Regions from separate parts of the Mus musculus genome. Here region 1 is linked to region 2. A link is a contact called in public Micro-C data. All regions are on one chromosome and are shown on one strand. Each heading gives the region's core, a stretch centred on a gene start, on an enhancer-like site or on the middle of the called end of the contact. The rest is flanking DNA. Distances are from core to core; before and after follow the strand shown. Region 1 overlaps Nrf1 (nuclear respiratory factor 1). Region 2 holds the start of Mirc35hg (microRNA cluster 35, host gene).

Region 1 (6,159 bases), core at 1,202-3,701, 53 kb after region 2:
TTTCTGGGCTGGAGCGCTGGCTCAGTGGTCAAGAGCACCGGCTGCTCTTGCGGAGGCCTCAGGTTAGAAGCCTAGCACCCATGTGGTTCCAGTTCCAGGGAGGCTGAAGCTCTCTTCTGACTGCCAATGGGACCATGCATACATTTGGCATACAAACATATAAAATAAATATTTTTAAAAATTCATTATTTAAAACTGTAAATACTAATTAAAATATTATCACTTTGTAAATTTTAGTCACAATCCACTTTCACACCAGAACAGATTCCAACACTGCATGTGTACTGGCCAGGGATCTACCCACTCCCCTCTTTCAAAGGCACTGGCCTGGAGTTCACCCATGAGGCTAGGCTGGCAGTCAGTGAGCCCCAGGGATCTGCTGTCTCTACCTCCCGAGCACTGCTGAGTTACAAAAGCAAACCACCATACCCTGTGGCTGGGGATAGGAATCAAATATGGCACTGCCCTCCCCCCACCTCCTAACACTTTACTATGATATCTCCATGTCTCTCATCAACTTTTGTAGATGTCTAATTTTTTTGTTTGTTTTGAGACAGGGTTTCTCTGTGTAACCCTGGCTGCCTTGGAACTCACGCTGTAGGACCAGGATGGCCTCAAACTCAGTGATCCACCTGCTTCTGCCTCCCTAGTGTCAGGATTAAGTATATGTCTAATTTTAATCTACAAGAAAGATGCACTCTTTCTTACTATAGGTAAGGATGTTCGGATCTACATTATCCATCCCCTCTTATTGGACCAATGTCAAGTCAATCTATATACTAAAACAATATAGTTTATATATAATACATAATACTTATTACTATACACTATTTTAATATACATTCACATCCATAATATGGTTAATAAATATAGTCTATATCAGTTATATGTATATATTAATATAAAATTAAAATGTCTTTATAAAAAGGGGGTGCCCGGCAGTGGTGGCACACACCTTTAATCCCAGCACTTGGGAGGCAGAGGCAGGCGGATTTCTGAGTTCGAGGCCAGCCTGGGCTACAAAGTGAGTTCCAGGACAGCCAGGGCTATACAGAGAAACCCTGTCTCAAAAAAACAAAAACAAAAAAATAAAAAAAATAAATAAATAAAAAGGGGGTGGATCTTTGGTCAATATATTAATATATGTCATATTAATATATATATATATATATACATGTAAATAATAGCTCTAATAGTATTTTTAGCTTGAAGAAGAGTATAAGAATATTTTAAAATGTCACAATGCTTTCTAGATATGTGTATCAGTATATCAGTCAATTAAAAGAAAAAAGAATGAACTTTATTTTAAAATATGGTTCATTTTCTTTTCCTTCCTTCCTCCTGTCCCTTGTCTTTTTGTGTTTGTTTGAGCCTGGATGATCTGCAGATTCTAGCCAATCAAGTGCTTCAAGTGCCCATAAGGGCAGGTACCATCATGTTCTGCTTTGCTTCTTTTTAAAGCAGTGGCCACAGTTAAAGAAAGGCATCTTCTAAGCTCCCTGGAAAGAAAGACCAGGCCCCAGCTTCCTTACGGTGCTGAGTGGAAGCAGTGTGGTCAGCAGACACACAAATGCTATATTTACAAAACAATGTAAAGTAGGTTTTTCCTAAGGTAAATACAGGCCCAGTGTACAACAGAGTTCAAACCTCTCCCATGCATGCATCTATCTCTATGCAGGGCTGCACTGGGGGACTTAAGTCAGATCTCTGCAGGAGGGTCTGGTTAAGTGCAGAAGACCCTAGCCAGGGAGGCACAGTTGCCTCCTCGCCCTGCTGTTTGTGCAGATGAAGAGATGCTTGGTTTGCTTGGGGTTTTGTTTTTGTTTTGTGTATGTGTATGATGCTCTCCTTATTTGTTCACTATGATTCCTTTCCTGCCTCCTCCCTAAAAGTGCCAATTCATTCTTTATTTTATACATTAAAATGAACACCAATTTCAGTTTCTAATACTGATAACTCTTTAGATTGTTAGAGCCCCTTTAGATTTGTTACAAAGCCAGGGTGGGCTAAGAGGCTGTGCAGCTCTGGGTCTTGTTCTGACTTGCTGTAAAAACTCTTTTAACAGCATAGTTGAAAAACAGGTCTGTCCTGCAGCTGTCCCCACTTTCCCTCTAGTGGATGAAGGAACCCTACGCCTCCTTAGGCCCCATCCATCTGCCTTTCCCCACAGCTTGCTTCTCCTTTCTCACCCTGCACTCCCATCTGCTGTTTATAGTGCAGCAGAGGTGCAGGTGGCTATTAGAGAATCATGCTTGTTCCAGCTGTACCTGAAACAGACTAGGGCAGATTATGGAACCACCTTGTTACCACAGGAACAACCACCAGCATTCTCTGTATTGTTCATCAAGAGGATTTCCAACAATGAATTTTGAGGGGATAAAGGGATCCCCTGTATCTCAAGTAAGTACACTGACTCACTCAACCCTCCTGACAGAGCAGTCACCTGTGGGTTACAGTTTGCTGTGCTGCCAGGCTTGGCTTCTGTCGGAAGTGGCAACACATCACCCCAGGACTCACTGGGGCATTGGACTGATTGCAAACAGATTTCAACATCTCTTTTCTCCTTCAAGCCACAGTGACCCCCCACTCTCCTTTCTGGAGTAAACACTGCAGCTGCATCTTAGTTCTGTTAACAAGCCCTCAGGGGATACCATTATGCTCACTGCCTTTAGAAATAAACTTTACCCTCACAGCGAAGGGAGCCAGAATATGCCTCAGATTTTCCACTATGTGCAGGGTTCCCAGGATACCACACTTCACTGGGAAGTTCAAGGTGTTGGTTGCAAGGTTCTGGTTTTGTTGGTTTTTAGTGATGGCTTACTTTACTTTAGACCCAAAGTAACAGTAAGGGGACACCAGTCCAAAGGCAGGTGGGTTTCCCTCCGAGCTTTTAGAAATTTATCTGAGTACCTTGAAGGAAGGAATGGAAGAAGGCCAACCTCTAGAGAACAGTTACATTTCCCACGACTCTGCAAAGCACACATCAGTGGCCCCAGCACATGTTAAGTCTTAAGAGGACAAGAGTGTGTGCATGCTTGAGTCTCAGTCATAGAGTCTGATCAACCATGTCTAAATCATGACTGCCTTCAAATCAAGGACTTTCAAACCTTTAACAAAGCATATCTAGGCTCTAGTTTGCCTTGTCCTAACTGGCTTTATACTTATATCCCACTATAATCAATTCTGATAGACAAATCTTAAAACACAACCTAAATCCAGGGCCTCACGCAGGTCAGACTCCCCCACTAATCTCAGTCCCTAGTCCCTTGCAGTATAACTTAAATATCATGAGCGTGGTGGCTCACACCTATAATATAATCCCAGTACTCCAGAGACTTTAAGACTGGAGGATTGCTGGGCGTGGTGGCGCACACCTTTGATCCCAGCACTCGGGAGGCAGAGGCAGGGGGATTTCTGAGTTCGAGGCCAGTCTGGTCTACAGAGTGAGTTTCAGGACAGCCAGGGCTATACAGAGAAACCATAGCTCGGGGGAAAAAAAAAAAGACAGGAGGATCAGCACGTGTTCAAGGTTAGCCTGGGACAGAGTGAGTTCTAGATCAACCTAGGATAGAGTGAGACTCCCTGGAAAGAAAGAGGTAGGGGGAGAGGGGGCTGAAGAGAGGGAGGAAGGCAGGGAGAGGGAAAAACGAAGGAAGGAAAGGTAGAGGGAAGGAAGAGAAGAAACAAGGAAGACAGACTTAATTCCCCGAGTGTTAACATGAGCAGGTGCCTCTAAAAACTTCATATATCCTGTATTACTGAGTTCTTAAGTCTGTTTATGAATATTATCCTACAGTAACAAAGAGGAAACTCACACTAGGGACTAAATTTCTTAGGGGCAAATGGCTAACAAAGAGTTTAGCCAGGATTCAAACCAGAAATCTATGTTTGACCTCTTGTCAAACAACACATTGTATAGCCTCATTCAACTCACTGCACACAAGCGCATCTGTGCTCTCCAGCCCTCGAAAAACAAAAACAACAACAACAACAACAACAACAAAAACCAGCCCTCTATCCCTACCAACCTAAACCTTTTTAAAAAGCAGCTTAACAACAAAAAAGATGCCCACAAACTACACTTAGCTGACATTTGTATTCCTCTCTGGATATCTACAATGCTCATTCTAATATCAACTGTTTTGTGGTTCACTGAAATTAAGTCCCAGGTCCAAGGAGGATTTCTTTGACAGCAGAGACTGCTGCAACACTCCTCTCTACTCATAGCTCACCTGTAAGAGCGCTGGCTTGCCAGAGAGTGCAAGGACTATGTGAGCTAAAGACTGCACACAATGATTAGCAGCGGCCCTGACTATACGCCAGGCACTGATCCTAGGATCTCACTCACACTGATGCCTTCAGTTCTTTCAACACCTCCTCACGGCAGGGAGAGGCATACAGTTAGTCTACAGAAAGAGAGCTGGGCACTGAGTTTAAATAAACTGCTCAAGGTCAGCCAGCCAGCAAATGACAGGGCAGAGTGACTTTAAGGTCCCCATTCTTAATGATTAATAACAATTCTTGGGTCTGCTGAAAATAAAATTGGGTCAAGAATCAAGAATAATAGGGTGATGACCTTTCCTGTCAATACTCAGGAGGAAGTGGCCAGAAAGGAACATGCAATGCTGTTTTGGTAAATGCCTCTCTCTTTCTGCAGTGTGTCCTTCCTAGATAGTCTTCAAAAGAAAGGGTTCAATGTTTCTTGGTGGGGCTGGTTAGAAATCAAAGTTCTGTAGCTCAGCATCAGAATGTCTGCTTTATGCTTGACTGAGGAGGACCGCGGCAGCTCTCTTACTTAGCACAGGCCTGCAATCCCAGTCTTCCCCGCCCCTGCCTCCACCTGTTGAGGGCCATGGTGACAGTGGCTCCCTGCTGCATCTCCTGAGAAGCTGCCACTGCGGCTTCTGCCAGTGATGCTACCGCCTGGGTGGCCTCTGATGCTTGCGTCGTCTGGATGGTCATTTCACCGCCCTGTAACGTGGCCCAGTTTTGTTCCACCTGAGGCAGAAAGGACAAGGACAGTCAAAAGTCAAAACATAACATTATTATGTTTTTCACCAAATGAATGCACACAACATGGCCTATAATGTATAGGGAGGGTTTCAGCATGCTGTATTCTGTGCAAAAAAGGGGGACTGTTAGAATTTACATTTGAATTTAATTGTGTCTATACCAAGTAGTTCTGGAAGACTAAAAGAAATCACTGAAAATACTTTCTGGAGGCCAGTATGGTAGCACATGCCTAGCCCAGCACTCAGGAGGTCCCCAGTCCCCAGGTCGGCTTGGCCTATATAGTAAGCCCGTGTCAAGAGATAGGAAGGGAACAAGGCAGGGAAAGATGGATGGAGGAAGGGGATGGGGAAGAAACTTGTTGGGTTTGGATGGGAGGCAGAGGCAAACTTGGCAGGCCCTGCTTCTAAGCAGTGCTTTCCTTGGCCATGTTGCCTGAGCCTTGTTCATCCCTTCCTTCCCATGTGACTGTATGTGTTTGTATGCTACCATGTCCAAAGAGAAGGTTAAGCCCAAGAGGTAGAGTTATTCAGAAGATGTCCTACTGCCTTGCTGAGAGAAACTCATTGTGCTGAGGCCCTTCAAATGGTGGCCCCTGTTATGTCTGGTTAGAGCAGGTCACTGTAGCCATTTCAAGTTTTCAAAACTCAGAGTGTGGAATGCCTGCTTGCCTTGCACAGAACCCTTCTATCCCAGAACCCTTTGTTCTTGCTTGCCCCCTCTAGTCCGAGCTCAGGTGCATGACTCCTCTCCAAGGCACACAGAAGCAAACCCCCGCACTCCACAGGCCACTCCTTCTCCCCCTTCCTGCTGCTGCTCAATGAATGCTTTCCCACGGGTGTCCTTCCCACCCACCATGTATGGTCCCTGTGGACAAGAACAGTTTGTTGTCTGCTATCTGTTCTGCAGAGCCTGGCATAGGCGATAGAGCAGTCACTGAACGTATGGCAGGAGAACATACTCCTGTCTCTTCCTACTTGTTACTGAACCTGTCTATATTTTAGCTGGATTGATGCTCATTAAATCCTACCAGAGTGTGTCATCTAATCTCAAACCCATCGCACGTGCTAGTGCCCCACTTTAAGCTCACATCTTTAATGTCTTTGTACTTTGGTGGTTTTTTCCTTTGTCCAGCAGAGTCACACATAC
Region 2 (5,774 bases), core at 376-2,875:
AGGACTAGGGGGTCACTCGCAGCCGGTGTGGCCTGCGCGTCCGAGCACACAGAGCTGTGACCGCCTGGTGCCGGACAGGCCTAGGGACCAGGTAGGGCGTGAGTGGAGATGCCGGCCGGCAGTGAGGTTCAGGGCCACAGGGATGGAAAGGGAAGGAGGCGGGACAGGGAGGGTTAATGTAGAGTCACCACACCCCCCTGAGGTCTGTCGGGTCGTGCCCTGCTCTTCCTGTTCGGTTCTGGTGCATCACGTCCCATCCCCAACTGTGCTGGGAGAGGGACAAGCGGGTCCTGGCCTTCCTGCCTTGGGGTGGGTCTTGCCTCCGGAGCCATCTGTCTGTAACATCCATGGCTGAAGCAGGTCTTGCCCAGGAGCTGAGTATCTAGAAGGGTTCGTATCTGCAGCGTCATTCTCGGACCCTGGCAGACAGCAGGGGAGGGAGGAATCCAGGGGCTCGGTTCCCCTAATCCATTTACTTCGCTTGAGCTCAAGGTTTTCAGTCTCAGCGCAAGGGCCCTTTAGTTTGGTGGGAACATCAGCTAAGCCCCACCCCACCCCCACACCCGGTTTTAGAGGCTTCTAGGCGGTCAGACCTGCCCGGATTCATTGGGAGAACTAGGAGCTAAAAGGGAGGAAGGCGGATTAACGTTTTATTTTAATCTGGTTTTGAACTGTGGTTGCCGTCTGGGGCAGCCGGGCGCGGCAGGGAATGGGAGGGCGCTCAAAGCAGGGGAGGGGGATGTGCGCACTCTCTGGTCTCAGGATGCTGGGGAGAAGGAAGAGGCCACTTCAAACGAGACAGCTAGGGTGTACCTTAACTCTGCTCCTCCCCAGAGGCTCCGGGGTGGCATCCTAGCTAAGAAGGTTCCGAGGGATCTAATCCCCGTCCTCGTTCCAGATGGCCCCGCCCCCTCCCGGGGGAGCCACTGCGGCAGTGGAGGGGCAGGAAGGGAGATGGGAAGGGGTCTGGGGGTGGCTTCCCTTCCCCTCCCCCTTCCGGGACAGGCGGTCTTTGTTCCCTGCGGCGGCGGCGGCCAGACACCTGTGAGGCTTCAGGGCTAGGCAAAGGTGGGTTAGGACGAGTGGCGAGCCTCTGGTGCCCACTCCAACTCTCTACCTTCGGGCCAGGGTGCTCCCACCGAGGCAGAACAGACTGTGGCCAGTTCTCCGGCTGCAGAGTACCGTCTAGTGTGGTCCCACAGTACTCCTGGCCTCCAAACGCACTTCCCCTCCCCCAGCCCAGAGTCGGATTTCCAAGTTTGCTGTGCTACACACACCTTGGCTAGCAAGGGGTTCAGAGGGAGGTGGGATGGTAGGGCATCGGGGCACACCTCGGCCGGCGGCACCCCAGCCCAAGGTAGGAGGCTAGAACAGCGAGTGGGCAGCGGGACCCCTTAGGGGCCAAACCCAGCTGGGTTCGGCGAACAGGCGGGGCTCGCGACGTATCCGCAGTCCCGGTCGGGCGTGCCCTACGACGCGCACCAACCGGAGCAACATTCAAGGTGAATCATCTTCGGTCCGCCTCCCGTCCCTCCCCCGCCCCACAGCACCTGAGCCAATGGCGCGGCGCGGGGGGCGGGCGGGGCGCTGGGGGCGGTAAAACCCTCCCGGAGTCATTATCTCTGCACTCCGTCGAGCCCCCGGGTCTCGGCGCCGGAGCCTGCTAGCCTCCTTCCTTGAACACGATCGTCACACCTGGTGCACCCCTTTCGTCTGCCTCTGGGGCTCGGTGACCATTCAGCCCTACCCCGCCTGCTGCGTGGAAGAGGCTCCTCCTCAGGTGGCTCGGCCGGGGCCTTCCCCTGCAGACCTGTCACCCGACACCCAGGAAGCGCGCGGCCCCATCCCGGCTCCTCTTTGTTCCCCCGCTGGGCTCCGCGCTCCGGCGCCACCTCCTCCCGCCAAGGTCCTGGTGATTTGGGGCGCCGCTCTCGGCTCAACCTGGGCACGCCTCAAGTTCTGTCCATTGGGCCCGCTCCAAACGAGGGCCCTTTTTTTGCCTAGTTCCTCGGGTGTGGACTCGGAGCAGAGCTGGGAGGCGGCGGTGAGCCCAGCCCGGAGCCGGCGCAGGTGAGTGTGCGGGGCGGGGCCGGGCGGAGCCAGTGCTGGGCCAGGGAGAAGGTGGAGCGGGTGCCGGAGGGCCAACAGTTCTAGCACCCAGTTTTGTGGGCGGCCGGAGGGGCAAGCAGAGGCCACGTCGTGGCTGTGGCCTTCGGGGATGACGCGGCACTGTGAATTCCTGACTTCCTTGGCCTTTTGGCGGGGATGCCGGCGAGGTGCCAGGGGACGGGGCCCTCAGTACCATGTGCACCGCATCCAGTGCGGTTCCCGGGGCGGGAAGAAAGCGGGGGGCATTTTGAGCCTAGGTTGGGTTTGGCTCGGTGCCTGATGCTGCCCGCCCTAATGTCGCCTCCCGGAGGAATTCGGCTGGGGTCCCGGGAGTTTCGCCGCCCTGTTGGGCCTGGGAGGAAGTGCAAGGCCGGGAGGCTGGCCGCGACGCGGGCTGGGGAGCGTTCCTGCGTCGAGCTGGTTTCTCCAGCCCCTTCTCAGGGTTTCACTGCAGGTTGGTTATCGCTTCCGTGGCCCGGAGCCTGCCCCGCCCAGTCCCCTGGGAAAAGCTGGTCCAAGAACTCAGCTTGCCTTCCTTCTGTATCCTCCGGCCTGGAGCAAGCGGATACCAGTTCTGAGTCCGAACCAATTCGGTTAGCAAGGGCTGCTCCCAGGTCCCCAGAATCCTGCCCCCGGAACATGTCTCGGATGTTTTACTAGTCGGTGTATCCAATAGTTACCGGCAGTGGCGATGCAGCCCAGGCATCAGGGATCGCTCAGTTCTGCGGAGCCCTACAGGCTGAGCCCTTCCTTCATCCTTGGCACCCCTACACTAAGTAGAAAGATCTGCTAGCGCAAGGGATGCAATTCTGATTAGGAGATTAGGGACAGAGATGGGGGGCGGGTGCCCTATTGGGCGCCGTCTCTGTCAGAGATAGTTAGGACAGGGCCTTCTAGGTTTCCTGCTGGCTAACCTCCTGAGGACTAAGAGTCCAGTTTTCACACTGAGCCAGGTACCTGTGTTACACGTCCGCCCTGAGACTCCGTGCACAGTCAGTCTAGCCTGCATCACCCTCTGCCTAGACAAACCTTGGGCATCATGTTTCTAGATTTCTGTTCCGAGGTCAATCAAGCCTTCTAAGAAACCCAGTAAACCGAGCCCACCTTTCATCCTCCACTTGTTTTCTTTAGGGCTTCTAGCCACCCTTTCAAACAGTGAGGGGGGTCAGTGGGTGGGAGATTATTACACAAAGAAGAAACAATTTCACTGTAATAGTCTCCCTTGTGAGGATTTCGTTTATTCTTATTTTCCACTAGGAGTATTAACGGGGTCCAGTGGCCCTGGGAACGTGCTTGTGCTGTGCACAGCTGAGCACACTCGAGTTTGGTGCATGCCTGGGTAGCTTGGACTGCATCAAAAGCAGCTTGAGGGGCTCCTAAGATTTCACTAGCCAACCAGGAGGCTGGGCCACGCCCTGAGCTAGTGGAGAGGCTAGCCGCCCCAGCCTTTGCAGCATTCGATGGAGATATAAGTGATCCGTGCTGGGCCAATCGCTGGTGGGAAGATTCGCAACAGAGACTCTAGATTCGATGTGTAGGGGTTGATGGTGACAGTTGCTGAATGTTAGCAAAAGATCCCTAAAGACTCCACCCGAACCACTCACCTCTAGGGAGCTCTGGTACTGAGAATGGTAGGCTGGGGGGGGGGGGCAGGGGGAAGAGGCACATATAGGTCTGACTACAGAGCAAGAGCCCAGGGAAAGACCCCCGACCCCAATACCTGGCCAAGGGAGGGATGATTCTTCAAAGAGACAAGACATGCCTAAGGGGAGTAGGGCTAGGGGAGGGAGACCTGGCAGAGGATGTAGGATACACACTCACCCAGGAGGACATCCTGTGCCCCTGCCAGTCCTCCTTACACACCAACTCTGATGCTCTAATTGTTCACACCTACCAGGCTGGGACACAACCTTTTCCCACAGTCAGAAGAGGAATTTCTTAGCCTTTAATCTCAAGGTCAGGGTTTTGACCTACACAGAGAGCATAAGAGACTGTCCTGCCAAAGCCCCGTCATGGCTCCCCGTTGTAGAATACCAGGGTTGTTTTTGCAGAACTCCACTGTCCCCGTTTCAGGAGAGCCTATTTTCCTCTGACCCAGGACAGGTTCTGCTTCAACTAAGGTCTAGGTATTCCTGCTCTGCTGTGTGTTGGGTGGACTCTGGCTGTGGCCATGGGTGTGGCCCTGCCTGGGTACCGCAGCATTCTCTTCCTGCCGCATTTGAATTAGGAGGGGCAAGGCAGCGCAGGGAGGAGCCTCATTCAGCGGACTAGAACTGGATGCTGAAGGGGTGTTTGGCTCTGTAAGCAGTTTCCTGCTCTCCATCCCCTCCAGTTACAGAAGAGGAAGATGTAGGCAAAAGGGCGGGCATGCCAGGCACTTGATCCGACAGGGCTATTCTCTTATGGTGCTTCATTCCTTCCTGGGTGCTCCAGACTGAGTTCTCAGGAGGACATTGGTACCCTGAGTGTGTCTCAATCTTCCCAAGGCCCTTCCCCCATTGCTACTCCTCTGTTCCATTGAAATGGGGGGGGGAAAAAGATTTTAGAATACTGTTTCCAAAATATCCTGCATCTTTAGAGAAAGCTGTTTCCAAGCACAACTCTAAATAGCTTCTCCTTCCCAGCCTCACATTCCCCAGGTTCATATTAAACTGTAGGTTTCCTCGTGGGCCACAAAGCTCCATTTCAGGGGACTCCTTAGTGATTCTGAGAAACACTCTGAGCCACATAGAACACACCAGTAACTATAGCTGTCCACCCCCGCTTGACTCCTCTAAGTTCAGAGATTTATAGTGGGGGAAACTGAGGCCACAGGCCAGGGAGTGTCCATCTTACCAAGATGAAATGGCCTTTTGGGAGGTGAGCTAGAGCTCCAGAGTCAGCAAATAGTGAGTTTTCGGTCAAAGCCCCACAAGTATGTTACCAAGTCCAGGACTGATAACAGGTTTACAGTGGGGTTAGCCTGGAGTAAAGGCTTATAAGGTTTCTGAGCTGGAGAACTCTATCTGACCCCTTCCCGTATATTTCCCTTTTCCGTCTACCTTTCCCTGTGGATTCCAGGCCGGCCTAAGGGTAGGCTGAGCCTGTGTTGCCTCTTCCACAGTGTCTCCAGCTCTCATGCCCTGGGCACCAGCTCCAGAGAGACTTACCCTCCCTCTTTCCTCCATCCCCAGGGCACCTGGTACCAGAGGCAAGGGCCTCCATCCTGCCTTCTCTCGTGGCAGCCGCTGTAGCAACCACTGACGCAACCGCCCCAGCCCTCCCTTGGCTCTGTAGCCTCTACCGTCCTCCAAAGTACTCTCAGAACCTTCCAGAGGCTGCTTCCGAGGGCTCCTGCCAGAAACAGTTCACCCTGGCTCCTTCCGAGCTGCCTCCTTGTCTGAAGGAGCCCCCTGCCCTGATCCTGGCCCTGGTCAAGCCACAAAGGTGCCCATCGGGGACACTTTGCAGTCCTGCCTTCTGGGCCTCTGCTTGTGTCACTGGGCAAGCCAGGACTGCTGGCCTCTGTGCCGAGAGGCCATGAGAAGCACATTGGATGTTCTTGTCACTGCCCACTTGGGAGTAGGTGAGGTCCAGTGCCCTAGGTTATGAGGATCTGGCAACTGCTTGCTGACCTTGGCAGGAAGGTGGCTTGTTTGGGTGATGGTATTGGGATGTGATGGGAA

Evidence for each region. Hi-C and Micro-C count contacts between places; a contact is called where the count stands out from the background.
Region 1: a Micro-C map of brown adipocytes shows a contact between it and region 2, with 1.8 times the contacts expected there. The contact joins the enhancer-like site here to the promoter of Mirc35hg in region 2. A contact is called at or near these places in 5 of 39 promoter capture datasets (the 3T3-L1 cell line, the C10 cell line, cranial neural crest and 2 more), 5 of 484 Hi-C or Micro-C datasets (Th1 cells, brown adipocytes, nephron progenitors and 2 more), 8 of 115 datasets of contacts at active chromatin or transcription factors (the HPC-7 cell line, bone marrow-derived macrophages, embryonic stem cells and 1 more) and 2 of 9 other capture datasets (adipose tissue and bone marrow-derived macrophages).

What each region holds. Positions count from the first base shown.
Region 1 is chr6:30,117,788-30,123,946 of GRCm38.p6, reverse strand. It overlaps Nrf1 (nuclear respiratory factor 1), which reads right to left. Exons shown (of 12, transcript NM_001164226.1): 10 at 4,841-4,998. Among named protein-coding and RNA genes, the nearest start is that of Mir182, 45 kb to the left of the region's middle. Within about 2 kb of position 2,451, at least 26 of the 459 cell types and tissues checked have an H3K27ac peak or open chromatin away from gene starts, as enhancers often do. A contact at or near this core is called in brown adipocytes and rod photoreceptor, where this site is marked.
Region 2 is chr6:30,169,976-30,175,749 of GRCm38.p6, reverse strand. Mirc35hg (microRNA cluster 35, host gene) reads left to right here and starts at 1,625. Exons shown (of 2, transcript NR_126540.1): 1 at 1,625-2,070.